Regions from separate parts of the Ovis aries genome. Here region 1 is linked to region 2. The links are chromatin contacts, called in public Hi-C maps. All regions are on one chromosome and are shown on one strand. Each heading gives the region's core, a stretch centred on a gene start, on an enhancer-like site or on the middle of the called end of the contact. The rest is flanking DNA. Distances are from core to core; before and after follow the strand shown. Region 1 overlaps KALRN (kalirin RhoGEF kinase). Region 2 has its middle 21 kb from the start of KALRN.

Region 1 (3,091 bases), core at 356-2,855, 280 kb before region 2:
CACCCCAACCCAGGCTGAAGGTTTCCCCTCATGCTGTCCCCACAGCAGTGACAGGCTCTTCGGTCAGCTTTCCCTGTGCAGCAGCTGTTTGCCAGTGCCTCCCCGCTCTAGTGTGGTAAAGCCTGACTCCAGTTCATCTTCCAATGGCCCGTTCCCAGTACAGTATCTGGCATTTATTTAATTGGCTTGTCTTCAGCAACAGTGTTTTAGATCCTGCCAAACTGGGCACACACTTCTAACTTCCTTCCTCTAGCTTCCCCAGACACCAGGGCCCTACCTCACCTCTATGTTTTGCAGTCACATCTGCCCACTGTCTGCTCCAGTACCCATGTTGTGGATGACCGTGTACTCTCTGCCCTTCTTCCCATGCCCTGCAAGAAAGCCCCCCAACCCCCATGCCTCTTCCACTCTTGATGGCCCAGCTCCAACTGGTCTCCATAAACTTACCATCTGCTGAGCACCTACTGGGCTTCTGGCATACTAGGTGCTTCAGACACATTTTCTATAATCCATACAACAATCCTAAAGCATGTATTAAAAATCTACATTTTACAGATAAAGAAACTGCTCAGAGAGGGCAAACTGGCCATAGATAGTCAATCAGCTAGCAAGTGGCTAAGCTGTGATTCAAAACTCATCTCTTGTGATTGTAATGCCAGTGCTCTTTCTAGAAGTCTTGGCTGGGTCTTCTGGTGGCCTATGCACGCTGCTCTCCATGGGAGGCCTGAGCCACACAGGGAACCACCCAAGGAAGGAAGCGAGACCACAAAACAAGACCACAAAAGGGAAGTGAAACAATCAGTTCTGAGAGAACGAATGCATCCTAGAAGGCTGGGGTAACAGGCTAGAGGAGGTGTGTGGGCACAGAGAAGAGGGTCACCAACAGGAGAGGAAGCAGAAGGGGCGCAGTAGGGAGGACAGAAGGTGAAGGGAAGGGAGGAAAGTGGATTCTTCAAAGTAAAATGGCTGGGAAGAAATCTTGGGAAACAATTTCTGTTTATATCTCTGATGAGCGTCCTTCTTTCCTAGCTCATCTAAATTGCTGCAGACAGACTCAGAGTAACAACCCAGATTCTGGGAAGTACTGTTTGCATAGTGTCCCTGTTCTCAGTTCTGAAGGGTCATGTGGGGTCCACATGTAATGGGAGGCCACCTATGACACGTATGACAATTCAGGCTACTGCCAGCCCTCGTAAGAGACCTGGGAGGGTGGGGGGAGGAGTCAAGCCTGCTGTGCCCAGTGTTCCTGCCGCTCCTTGCTCCACTGCTTCTCACACCCACTTCCCACGCAGGCCTGGCCACCTCAGCGGACACTGAGCACACGGTGTCCCAAGCATGAGGCAGAGTGAAGGACAGAGCGGGAGAACGGGTGCTAAGGAGGAGAAAAACAGCTTCAGGAGAAAACATGCACACAGGCATTCTGCAAAACACTGTGATGTGGATTATTTTTGGAATCTAATGTTTCTAATGTTCAAGGGGAGGAAATGAAAACGAGTAAGTAGAGATTCCCAGGACCAACAGGCTGGAAATAATACAGGACGCAGTGTCCTGGGCTGGGTGGGACACAGACACACTTCCTTGCCCTGAGCTGAGCCAGGCAGCGGGAGGGGGCGGGGCAGTGGAACAGCCTCAGCAGGAGGGAGGCAGCAGGAGGGGCACCGGGGACCTTTCTCCAAAGGGAGCAGGAAGTTACAAGCCACCCAGCAAAGACTTCATCTCAAAGGTCGTAGTTCTTGGAGGCCTCCCTCCCAACGCCAAGGGCTCAAGCAAATGAGTCACAGAAACTTGTCAACATGCTCCCTAGAAGACCAACCAGTGCTTGCCCTCTTACCATAGCAGGGATAAGGTCACAGGTCAGGTGGCCACCAGCCTCCACTCCACCCCAGTCTCTCTAGCCACCTCCTAGGTTACTGGCCTATGCACTCTTTCTCCTGCAGGGCAAGGGCAAGATTGGTATTGGGGGGCGGGGGTGTGTGTGGGTGTGTGTGTTGAGAAGCGGGGGGAATATTGGGGAGTGTGTGTGTGCGTGTGTGTTGGGGAAGGGGAGGAGTATGGGGGTGTGTGTGTGTTGTGTGTGTGTGTGTGTGTTGGGGAGGGGAGGAGTATTGGGTGTGTGTGTATGTGTTGTGTGTGTTGTGTGTGTGCGTGCGTTGGGGACGGGGAGGAAGCCCAGCCACAGAACAGAGGGCCCACCTTCCCACTGCCTACCTGACACTATCCCAGGCACACCTCCCACCGTTGCCAAATCTCAACTTTCTCAAGTAAAATGGTGCTCACATTCACACCCCTCACCCTCCCCGACAGACAGGAGGCCAAATGAGGAGCCACCAACTGCGTGACTCTGGGTGGGTCTCTGCTCTGGGTCAGTTTTCTATGTAAAAGGAAGGGCTGGACCAGAAAATCTCTAAGGTCAGGGGTGTGAGAACACTTTAAAAACCGACATTCAAAAAAAGATTTCATATCATGACAACAATAGCACTTCAGTCTGACAAATGACACTGTTGGCTCAAGGCGTGTGGGGGTTGGAGAGGCGGCCAAGAGAAGAGGCAGTGAGCCAAGCGTGGGGCAGGGAGGGGAGCAGTGTGTTTCTTCCACCCTGGCCCAGTGGTCCTGGTCACCCAGGCAGAATGAGATTTAGGGTCCTGCTTTGGGCTCTGGGGAGTGAACAGCAGTGTTTGCACCTGAGAGGGAAAGGGCAGGAAACAGCAGTGGGTGCTCTGTCCGTGACAGGGCATCCTGTGGATGTCCTGAACTGCTAGTACAGTTAACAGGACATACAAACAGCAAACACAACAAGCACAAAACCCTTAGTGCACTGTCCTGCTGCCCACCGTGATGCTCTTCACCCATCTTCTCAGGGTGACTAACATGAAAGAAACATTATTTTGTTTGCATAGACCTCAGAGAATATAAAAATGCATAGACATTTCTTGGATAAACCGCAGGAAGTTCTGGCTGCAAGCTTGTAGGAGAATATGACAAGTACGCTCTTTGCTCTCATGCATGGCAGGGGCTGACAAGTGTCTCAGGCATAGCTCGTGCATGGGGAGGGGTGGTCACCTGCACCTGAGGAGCCTTGCTTTCCTCTATG
Region 2 (3,004 bases), core at 63-2,562:
TTTAAACTGCATAGCTCAAAGTAGATATTGTTATTCCCATTACCAGATGAAGAATCCAAGGCACAGAAAGGTTAGGGAACTTTCCCGGTGTCATATATTATCACAGAGCATAATTTGAATCCCTCTCTCAGACCTTTCTGAGAGTTGGTTTGATGCACTGAAAGAGAACAGATCTCGTGCACTTAACGATAAGTATGAGAAAGACTTCGACGAGAGGAGAAATTTTCTGTCTGTTTACTCCTAAATTTTGCCTGGGGAGAGGGTGGGTCAGTGGGACTCGGAACACTGCAAATCAGGGACAAAGACTGGACAAGAGCCTTGGTCTAGTTCCCTGCACTAGATCAAATGTGAACTTCATTTGTAACTATATGTGAGCTTGTGCTTTGAAGCAGTAAGGAATTAATTTAAAAACTATCTTAGAGGGTTTTAAGAGCATTTTTTTTTTTTGACAAACAAAACTAAAATGCTTAATTTTATTTCCATGGAACTTTTCATGGCAAAGATGTTTTAAGTGGCGTAGAATTACCTTCTGCAAAGATACAGACTAGAGAAGCTAGGGACCCCTCCCTTTGTTGTTCCTCCTGGGCAGTTTTATCTCTGAGGCACAGCATCGTGGTTTTCAGAGCTTGACCACGTCACTGCCCATGCCATCCATCAGTACAGCGGTAGGACGCCGCAGGGACCCCAGAACAGCATTTACAAATGAGGCAAGCAAAGCCTAGAGCCATGTATCCCCAGGGTCTTGCCAACAGCCTGATTTGTAGTAGGTACTCAAGAATTTTATTGAATAAATAAATAAGTGAGCAAATAAAGTGATTTTTTAAAGAAGGTCACACAGCAGGGACAAAAATCCAGTGTCCTAAATCTTAATTCCATTCTCGATCTAGTTACATCATTCTTTGGGTTATCCTGGCCAACTTTAAAATGGATATTTGGATGTCAAAATGAATAGGGCTCTGTGCCTGACCTAAGCAATATCACAAATTTAATTAGAAATGTGGAAAAGATGGAGTTGGTGAAGACCTCCTGTTATCCAGATGCCAAGACCATTCGGTGTGGTTGGTTTGATTTCTAATGAGCATCTGCTTCAATTCACCAAACCCTTTACACTTTCATACAATGCACGGCTCATATTACGAAGTCAAAAATTCTTTATCATCTGTGTGGTCATTCACTCGTTTGTTTCCTCTCCCTGGTAATTGTTTAATCTGGCTTCGCCTACCACATTTCTTGGCTGCTTGCTCCCTCCTGCCTCTGTCAGTCAGGTTGTATTCAGGGAAGGTAAAGGCACAGAGAACATTCCATAGTCAGTTATAGCTGATTAGGTGTTTATCTATTGCTTTGGATTAGCCCCACGCCCTGTATGAATACACAGCTTTGGCTGGTTGAACAACCATCCATGGATGGGGGAGCATTCTAAGATTTACTCTCAGCTTTCCATTGTCTGTGCTAAAAGAGGAGGCAAGGAGTATGAATGCACAGCAGATACATTTTTAAAAATCAAGGTATAATTTACACCCTAAAAGTCCACATTTTAATGAGTTTTTACAATGTTATATACCTGAGCAACCGTCACCGTAGTTGAAACAAAGCACATTTCCAACATCGCAATACTCTCGTGCCCCATCTCCATCAGACTTCCCTTACTTTGGCCTCAGGCAACCACCAACTTTCTTCCTGTCACTATAGATTAGATTTGTCCTTTCTAGGGTTTCATGTAAGTGGAATCAGAGAGTAGGTACTCAACAAAAGTTATTTTTACTTGACTTTGGAATAGCGTCTCTGATTTCTTTCCCAGCGATGTCTGGTTCAGGCTGTTAAAATGAGTTCATCTTTCCAGCACCCACACTGATTTGACAGGGTGCGCATAGCTAGGACTTGGAGGAAACCTGAGAGGCAAGAAGCAGAGGCTGATGAAAATAATTACTGGCAATGAGAAAAATGTTGGCTCTTCCCAGAACTGGTAGACTTTGACCAAGAGTGCGTGCCCACTTTGTGCCCTGAACCTATTTTCAGTGTCGCTCAATACGGCTTCTCCGAAACCTAACTGCCTGGGAATTGTGCCTGCTTTGCCTTGAATGGGCATTTTATTTGGAAACTTCAGGCTCCAGCCAGTCCCTCTCAGCCACGGAGTCATTGCACCCTCTGGTGTAAACACAGGGATCTGTCACCCCTGTGGCATGAGGCATTCCCACCCCCGCAGCCATCTATTATCCACCACAGCCCTGCCCTGGAGGGTCAGCTCGCTCCAGCTACTGTTAGGTTGATGGGTCAGAGCTGAGCTTGTGAATACATGAACACAGAGGGATCCCAAGAGTTCAAGCGCTTAAGAGAAGACAGGACCAGAGAGAAGGGAAACCCCAGAGAAGACGGAGCAAGCTGGATGTGAAAGATGAAGAGAAGGGCAGAGGCACAGTCCTCCAAAACAAAGTTGGAAGCCATAGAGGGATGGACTTTTTTCCATCTGAGACAAATTCTAAAAATTCACTCCTCTGCCCAAATAAATAGATTCAGACCCAGGCTATGACAGTCCTTGAAAAGCAGTTTTTAACATAGAAATGCTGATAAATCTTTTCGACCACCTCTATATCTCCAGGTGCCGCTGGATCTGCTTAATCCCTTTAAACTTCCAATAACTTCAACTACGGTGTTTAAAGTCTCATAAATCTGTACTAGCTTAAAATAGGGAAATATAAATCATGTTCAGGAGCTTAGGGGTAGGGACAGAAGATGGGTAGGGACAGAAGATGCCATTGAAAACCACAGCACAGGCTTTTCATCAAATTATTCCAAGAAAAGTCAAAATGGGAAGTGCTCAGGTTTCTGAGCTGTGGTTCCATTCGTTCTCAATTTATTCTCTTTCAGGGGGTGAGACAGAGTGTTAGGGAGTATCAACGGGATATTCAGTTAGAGAGGAAAAAAATCACAAAGACCTATCACAGTTCTATTTTTACACAAAATGAAACCAAAATGAAACAATAATAATTTTTTAAAATCTACTGCC

The links. Hi-C and Micro-C count contacts between places; a contact is called where the count stands out from the background.
Region 1: a Hi-C map of liver shows a contact between it and region 2, with 2.5 times the contacts expected there. The contact joins two enhancer-like sites. A contact is called at or near these places in 4 of 16 Hi-C or Micro-C datasets (hypothalamus, liver, muscle and 1 more).

What each region holds. Positions count from the first base shown.
Region 1 is chr1:189,541,440-189,544,530 of ARS-UI_Ramb_v3.0, reverse strand. All of the region lies in intron 5 of KALRN (kalirin RhoGEF kinase), which reads right to left. Among named protein-coding and RNA genes, the nearest start is that of KALRN, 260 kb to the right of the region's middle. Within about 2 kb of position 1,605, at least 24 of the 54 cell types and tissues checked have an H3K27ac peak or open chromatin away from gene starts, as enhancers often do. A contact at or near this core is called in liver, where this site is marked.
Region 2 is chr1:189,264,974-189,267,977 of ARS-UI_Ramb_v3.0, reverse strand. No RefSeq gene overlaps it. Among named protein-coding and RNA genes, the nearest start is that of KALRN, 21 kb to the left of the region's middle. Within about 2 kb of position 1,312, at least 5 of the 54 cell types and tissues checked have an H3K27ac peak or open chromatin away from gene starts, as enhancers often do. A contact at or near this core is called in liver, where this site is marked.